2 separate regions of the Sus scrofa genome follow, and region 2 is linked to region 1. Evidence: chromatin contacts called from public Hi-C data. All regions are on one chromosome and are shown on one strand. Each heading gives the region's core, a stretch centred on a gene start, on an enhancer-like site or on the middle of the called end of the contact. The rest is flanking DNA. Distances are from core to core; before and after follow the strand shown. Region 1 holds the start of PKN1 (serine/threonine-protein kinase N1). Region 2 holds the start of ASF1B (anti-silencing function 1B histone chaperone).

Region 1 (3,805 bases), core at 1,214-3,713:
TCCAGCCTTTCTGCCTCCTCTGCAGTGGGGCAGCTGTCTCCCCAAGGCATTCACTAGCCTGGGATACTTTCTCCTGACCGCTCACATGATGTGCATTGAGTCATTCCACAAAGGTTGAGCAAGCTTAGGCCAGAAAGTGGGAAATTTCAAAGAGGGGTGATGTTTAAAATAAAACAGAGCCATGGGCCAGAGAAGACAGAGCATGGAGATACTCTGGGAAGGTTTCTCAGAGGATGTGACATTTAAATAGAGACCTAAATGATCAAAGGGGTCGGCCTTGGGGAGATGTGAGGGGAAGGCATTACAGACCAGGTAAGAGCAAGTGGCAAGGTTCTGTGACTGGAAGTTAGGTGAGAATATTTGAGGGACAGAGAGAAGGACAGTTTTGCTAGACGGGGGTGAGAGGAGTGGAGACAGGTGGGCAGAGGCCTGACAGGACCACCTTGTAGACCAGGTGAAGGGTGGGTGTTTTTCCTAAAAGCTCCAGAGATCCAGGAACAGGTTTTCCAACAGGGAGAAGTGGCTGCGATTTAGGGTTTCCAAGACCCTAGAGAGAACTGGAGAGAGGCCAGAGGAGCTGTAGGGAGGTGTTGTTGCAGTTATCATATTTGACTGAAATTATACAATAAGTCCTTGGTCTCCCTGTTCCAAGCCCAGAGTGTGACTCTGTTCCCAGTGCCACCAAAGTCCCCAGCGGGCATCGATAAATATTCACTGAGTAAATGAATGCTGGAAGGTTGGCGTGAAAATTTGGCAGGGTTCCCCACTCCATCCAGGGAGGCAGCCTGGAACCTGGCAGACGGCAGAGGGCCCATCCCTGGATAAGGTGGCCCAGTTCCTGGGCTGACTTTCAGCCTTGCTTGCCCCATCATCTCCATCTGTAAAACGGGTGGGCTGGAGAATCAGAAGAAAACAAGCAAGCACCATAAACATCCTGACTTCATAAATGGAGTGAGAGGCTTCTCTCTGAGCCTCAGTTTCCTCATATTTAAATCAAGAGCAAAAGAACTAGCTCGAAAGTTTCTTTAATTTAGTGGATTAAAAATTCGAGGAATTGCTAGGAAGCAGGTGTGGCTGGAGGGAGTGAGCAAGAGGTAGAGGTGGGAGAAGAGAGGGGGGAGCTGAAGGGGGCAGATTGCGCAGGGCCTTGTGGGCTGCAGGTAGGACTTCGCTTTTACTCTGAGGAAGGTGGGAGCCAAAGAGGGATCTAGGCAGAAGAGGGACATGGCCTGACTCAGGCATTCATAGGCGTCCTAGGGCTTTATGGGGACGGAGGGAGGCTCTGTGTGAGAGGAGGCGACTGCACTGGTCCAGGTGAACAACAATGAGGACCGAACCTTTAGAGACGGTGTAAGTGTGAGAAGTGGTTGGATTCTAGTTGGTATAATTTCTCCTCCTCCTCTGTTAACCATTACCACCACCCAGTCTCAAAGAGTCGCCCAAGGTAAGAAGGGAAAGAGAAAACATCGCGCCCGGATCTCTGGGACAATGCGAACCAAGCACAGCTTCGAGTAACCAAGGTACCAGCAGCCCTCCGTGCTCCTGCGTGTCCCAGGAGGACACCCATGCTGAGGCGCCGCCAGGGAGCGCTCCCCGCCCCGCGCCCCAGGGATCGTGACTTGGCTCCGTCAACCGGGTCTGAAAGGGAGTGCAGGGTCGGCCAGAAGCCAAGCTGCACGCTCCAGGTACTCCAGGAGACCCTAGCGAAGCTCCTCAACGGTCTCCACCCTCTGCCTCCGCTGGGGCTCGAATGTGCTTTGTGGAGAGCCACCTGCATGCAGAAGCCCCAGAGAGGCTGGTCCCCATTTTACAACAGGGAGAAGTGAGGCTCAGCGGCCGGAGGGCCCACAAGTCAGTGACGGAGTTAGGGTTCAATTCTCTTTTCATAACAAAGGCAAAATATTAAAATCACAGCAGCTAACCTTTCTTAACCACCTACTGTGCTCCCAGCACTTGGCATGTACTGTCTTAATGCTATCGACATCTAAGGAATGGGTAGCTAAATCCTTCCCGTTTCACAAACGTTGCTCTCAGGGTTTTCGGACTCCCCCAAGGCACTGGGCACTGGGATTCGGAGCTAGGTCTGCCCAAATCTTGTCTTCAGCCCTATGGGGAAGCTCCAATGCCCTTGAATGTCCAGTCCAAGAGGCCTGAACTTGCAACACAGAGGGGGATAAATTGTTTTTGTTTTTTGAGAGGCCCAGAGAGGCCCAAAGGCCTCCACCGCTCCCCGCTTTAACGTGGCTCACTCTTTTCTTAGGTTTCCCCCGCGCTCAAATGGGGGATCGGTGGGCAGCGAGAGGATCCAGAAAGGGGAAAAAGCGGGGGAAGCAGACAAAGTACTTTCGGCAGATGAGGGGAGGTGTCCGGCAGGCAGGACCCCGCAGCCCCAGGGGCCGCCGGGAGCCGCACCCCCTCGGCCCCGCCCCCTCCCCGGGCGCCGACCTCCGCGGTCACGTGACCCGGCCCGGCGGCCGCTGGGGCCGGAGGGCGCGGCGCGCGGACGCGGCGGCCTGGCCAGGCGGGGCCCGAGCAAAGCAGGCCTGAGCCGGCTGTGCGCCGGGGGGTCGCGCCGCGCCCGCCCCCTCCCCGCCCCGCGCGGGGCGCACGCGCGCTCCTCTCACCGCCCCTCCCTCCGCGCGGGGACCCCTGGCGGGTGGCGCGTGGACATGGCCAGCGACGCTGTGCAGGTAGGCGCACCTGCGACCGCAGCCGCCTGGCGGCCAGCGGGCACTAGGGACCCCCGACCGCACGCTCCCGGGGCCCCCGGGATGGGGCAGTAAGGGCGGCCTCCCTCCCCCTCACCTCGCCCCCGAGCGCTGGGCGCTTTCTCCCTGGGCCGGCACGGTGGGGCTCCCACAGTCTCCTCCGCAGGTGGAGGTCCTCACAGAGGGGGCAGCGGGGAGGTCCCACAGCATCCTCAAGCTCCTCCCTTCCCCGAGAATTAGAGGGGGCGCGGCAGAGGCTCCATTTCGGGTGTCTGTGGCCGGCTGTGCATCCTGGTGCCTGGTGCCCCCTGCCACTTGTTCTCCCTCCTCAGCGTTCGGTTCCAGACAGGTGCCGCTCCACCTGGGCAGGTGTCTGGCATTGTGCCCCTGGAGAGGAGGAGGCTGCCCGGCCCATTCCCCTCCCCTACACAACAAAGCTCCAGTGGCCCCAGCTTCCAGACAGAGCTTTATGATGGTCCCGACGCCACCCAGATTGGCACCTGTTGGCGGAAGTGCCTGGGTCGCCTCATTAGATCGCAGAATGGGGAACTCACCCAGCCAGCCTTCTGGCTGCCAGGTGGAACCTTATCCCAGGTGGGGAATGTCCAGGTCCAGACTGGGGATTTTCTTATACCTGGAATCTGACCTGAGCATGGGTGGCAGGGTTGGATCACCCCTGCAAACACACAAATATACAGACACAGAGGCACAGGTGACCAGCACCAACCTGCTGCCCCAGCCAGCTTCTCCTTGTGCCACCTTGTGGACATCACAGCCCTGGACTCACCTTCTCCATCTTTAACAATCAGGGCCAGGGTGACTTCTGACCTTCTTTGGTTCAGTGACCCAAATCTGAGACGTCTTCTACCTCTGGTGCTCCTATTAGTGCCTCAACATCCCTCCATCGTCCTGTGGTTGCTGTGTAACTGGGTTCTCGTCTCCTTCTGCACCTGCCCCCATATCCCTCCGTGTCTCTCCCCCCATGACCCCCTGTGCCCCCACCCCAGTCCTGCTGATGGCCTGCCAGCCTTGCCGAGGAGCTGGGCGTATCTGGTGTTGCAGATCACACAAGGTCAGATCTTGGGGCTGGGGAGGGC
Region 2 (4,302 bases), core at 1,156-3,655, 240 kb before region 1:
AAGAGGCAGAAAGCAAGTTGGCAGGTCAGAGTCAAGGATAGCCCTAGAGGTACAACAAAAGACTCTACATTTCCAGGTTTTCTAACTGGAATTTCTCTGAGCAAAAGCTTCACTGTCCAGGTATAATTAATAATAGCACCACCTTTCCCTCTTTTGACAGTGTTTTCATGTGGAAATAAAATCTATGGTCAGTCCTATTTACATTCCACAGGAGAGGCCTTTCCCTGGTTACAGAAAGATAAAGAACTTTGGACAAAGAACTCAGAGACAAGACCTAGTGTCAATAATTCTACAAACTGGCTATGTGACCTTGGAGAAATCATTCCATTTCTCTCTATTAAAAGATAATGACCGGGGATCCCAGTGTGGCTCAGTGGTTAATGAAGCTGACTAGTAACCATGAGGTTGCTGGTTTGATCCCTGGCTGAGCTCAGTGGGTTAAGGATCTGGCGTTGCCGTGAGCTGTGGTGTAGGTCGCAGATGAGGCTTGGATCCATCGTTGCTGTGGCTGTGGTGTAGGCCGGCAGCTGTAGCTCCAATTTGACCCATAGCTTAGGAACCTTCATATGCTGTGGGTGCAGTCCTAAAAAAGAAAAAAAAAAAAGAAAGATAATGATCAGCAGGTTGACTTTAGCCTTTCCTGTGCTGATTCTAGTAACAGATTAGTAAAGTAACAGGAGAGGAACTTTGTAGGAGTAAATGTACTAGATAATGACCATGCAACCATGTTTAACCCCGAGGATCACAAACAGACATACTGAAACTCAATCTTCTGCCATCTGGCTCTGTGAATCCCTTAACCTATTAGCTCCTTACATCTCCTCCTAGCTTTAAAATGAAATCTTATTCCACAGGGTGATTCTTCACTTTATTTATTTACACTGTCTTGTTCCAGAAAGGATTTAACTGGGCTTATACTATAGTCACAAGTAGATTCCTTAATTTAGAAAGGAGAGAAACAGGGAAGATTGATCCATTGGCCCAGTCTAAGCACACACACACACATATATCAAAAGGGTTATCAACTCCAGGCTAGACCAAGTGGCTAATTTGCATGCAAAGCACACACCTACCACTGAGAGGTGCTAGTTAGCACACCCTGGCCTCACAGATCTCCACCTCCTTAGCCGCTGCCTCTTAACCACTAAGTGGAGAAGAGGTCTAATGGAGTACTTTCTCCCGAAAGTGGTGCCAAAACTCTCTGAATGACCTTAGATTTTTTTTTGATTTTTATAGAAGTACAAAAAAGGTGTTTTACTCTTTGTGGATCCCATGCTCTCATCTGTGAGATGAGAGTCATGTCCACCTTTGTCACACAGATGAATAAGTACATCTATAAAAGCGCCTTGAAAAAGATGCACAAAAGGTTGTGACCTCTGAGCTGATTGAAGCCAGATACCTTCATGGCTCAGCCTGGCATACCCACCCTCCAGATTAGGTCAGACCATCAAAAGTGGGGGAGAATTGCTACAGTAAGTCAGCAGGAATCTGGCAGGCAAATGGTAAGAACCAACTTATGCTTGTTTGGCCATGCTTCCCCAGGTAGAGCATCAGCAAGCAGGGAGGAGATTATGGGAAGACAGATGGGAAGATGGGGGTGAGTGAGGTCTTGTCACAGGGGGAGAGGGTCTTCATTGGGAAAATGGAACAGGGGGCTGAAGTTGCCATATAGGAAAGGGGCGGGAGCTGGGGTTTCCATAAGGAAAATGGGAGGGTGCTGAGGTTTCCATAGGGAAATTGGGAGGGGGCTTGGATTTCCATAGGAGAAATTCGAGGGGGCTGGAGGTTGGGGTTTCCATAGGAAAAAAGTGAGATGGGAGTGCCTCACCACAGGGGACAGCCTTTTGGTGGGGAGGACTGAATGGCTGGAATGGCGGCTTGCCCCTAAATAGTAGGTAGGTAGGGGCAGTCTCTTGCTACAGGAAAGTCAGGGTGGCTGACGGTCTCTACCTAGAAAACGGGTACCCAAGAGGAGAGCTACAGGAAAAAGAGGGGGATAATGAGGTTTTCACGGGGGAAAACGCGAGTAACCATAGGGGTACGGTGAAGGGGTAGTTTCCCAAAGGGGAGGTTAAGGCTGGGGGTGGGTGTTGGTTTACGGGAAATCAGATTTGGGGGAGAGGGGGTGTTTCACAGGGTTGTCTCCAAGGGGAGGGTCGGGGCGGCCCAGGGGAGGGGGGTCGCTCCACGCAGGCCCAGTCTCACCGTCCGTCAGGGCCTCATTGCACTCGAAGCTGATCTCGAACCGGAAGGGGCTGTGGAAAGGGCTCGGATTCTCCAGAACAGCCACGTTCAGCACCGACACCTTAGCCATTGCCTCGTCGGGCCGAGGCTGAAGCCAGAGCTGGGGCCAAGACTACGTTTGGGTCTTGTCAGGTCAGCAGAACAGCGTTACCCAAAACTGCTCGCGCCTCCTCCGATCGCGGTCTGAAGAGCTAATCTTCTTCGCGCGCCTCCTTCAAATAGCCGGCCCCACCCTCCAGCCAATCACCGTCAACGCTCCCTGGCGGCGCGAGCGCCCCCCCAGCCAATCCTGGAGCGTCGGTAGGCAAGCGCCGAGACTCCCGAGACCAATCGGTGGAGCTCCCTCTTCTGGATGCGGGAGGGAGGCGGGACAGTCTCTTGGCTTCTTTGGGAGTCCGCCGGGAACCAATCCCTAGAGTCTCCGACTCGAATGTCAAGGGCGGGGTGGGCGGGGTCAAAACGCAGGGCTCTTCTTGGCCAATCCCGAGGGTCCCCGCACTAGCGCTGTCCGGACTTAGCCCCGCCCTTCCGGGAGGTGCTTCCAGCCGCGGGCAGCGCCGCCAACCGTCAATTGGTGGCGCGCGGCGCTCGCCAAATCCCCTCTTAAAGTGCGGGAAGGGCGGTGCTTGACCTGCGGTGATTGGCAGGCAGGGGTGGGGCGGGAATAAAGCCGATTCTCTGAGAGTTTATTGGCTGAGTTGACCTTGGGGGGCGGGAGGAAATAAGACTCGGTGGGGGATTCGTAGGAGTGGAGCGGAAGTCGACTGCCGGCGCTGTTGAGCGGGGTGTAAGAAGAGAAAGGAAGAGCGTTTGCGGCTCTGGAGTCTCAGCAGGTGAGCGTTGCCGGAAGTTTCTCTATGGGTCTCCTGGCCCTTCAGGCCCAGCGGCCCGGGAGTCCGTTGTGAACGTTGTGAACGTTTAACCCATCCCTGAAGGGAGACGGTGTGACAGTAACGGGGCTCACGGGGGCCTGGGTCGCGGGAGTCGGGCTTGGTTCGAATCCGGCTTTTTCCCCTTCGAGAGCCTCTGGGGAGGTTTCAGGTAGACACGCTGTAAATGAGAGTTCGAGTCCGGCCTCTTCCACTTACCTCTCGAGGCCACCCTTCCCCGCGCGTTGAACAGGGTCATGAAAATTTACTGGCAGGATTTATGACTGCATAATACATCTAGAAACTTTACTCCCACACTGGGGCTGGAGCGCCGTCGCCCCCTGTCTGGAAGACTGTAGGGACATCCGCACTCACTCCCTGCTTCCACCTGTGACAGCGCACCTAGTTTTACACTTTTCTGAAGTTAACCACGTTTTTTAAAAAAGTTTAAAAAGTTAATTTTAACATACTCTTAAATATATTAAAATTTAGCTGAAACACCTTTTCAGCATATGTTCAGTATTAAAAAATACAACACAGGTAGCTTACATTTTGTTACTCAGCACGAAGCTGTTGAAATCCTTTATTTTACTTAACAACACGTCTGTGATCTGGACGCTACATTTTCACTGAAAATTAGCTTAGATTTCATAAAATTTACAGCTGTATTGTAGACTCATATGCCCACGCTGTTCCCAGCAAGCTTAAAAGTTTCCCATGAGTTAGATCTCATGTCGGTTTTATTTATTTTTTTAATTGTATTTTTTTTTTTTGTCTTTTTTTTTTGCTATTTCTTGGGCCACTCCCGCGGTATATGGAGGTTCCCAGGCTAGGGGTCTAATCGGAGCTGTAGCCACCGGCCTACGCCAGAGCCACAGCAACGCAGGATCTGAGCCGTGTCTGCAACCTACACCACAGCTCACGGCAATGCCGGATCGTTCGTTAACCCACTGAGCAAGGGCAGGGACCGAACCCGCAACTTCATGGTTCACTAGTCGGATTCGTTAACCACTGCGCCACGACGGAAACTCCTCATGTCGGTTTTAAATTGAAATGTTAGTTGATGAAAGTTAGGTGATATGAAATGTTCCTTTTCACAGTGGCACTAAACACATTTCAGATGTTCATGATCCTCTGTGGCCACTGTGTTATTGGACAGCAGCAGGTCTGAAATAAATTGGATCAGTCA

Evidence for each region. A called contact is a pair of places that touch in the nucleus more often than the background predicts.
Region 2: a contact with region 1 is called in a Hi-C map of liver, with 3 times the contacts expected there. The contact joins the promoter of ASF1B here to the promoter of PKN1 in region 1. A contact is called at or near these places in 2 of 5 promoter capture datasets (fetal liver and fetal skeletal muscle), 2 of 47 Hi-C or Micro-C datasets (liver and skeletal muscle) and 1 of 2 datasets of contacts at active chromatin or transcription factors (alveolar macrophages).

The regions. Positions count from the first base shown.
Region 1 is chr2:64,823,610-64,827,414 of Sscrofa11.1, reverse strand. PKN1 (serine/threonine-protein kinase N1) reads left to right here and starts at 2,463. Exons shown (of 22, transcript XM_005661233.3): 1 at 2,463-2,690. The coding sequence starts at 2,670.
Region 2 is chr2:65,061,289-65,065,590 of Sscrofa11.1, reverse strand. ASF1B (anti-silencing function 1B histone chaperone) reads right to left here and starts at 2,405. Exons shown (of 4, transcript NM_001137625.1): 1 at 2,206-2,405. The coding sequence starts at 2,314.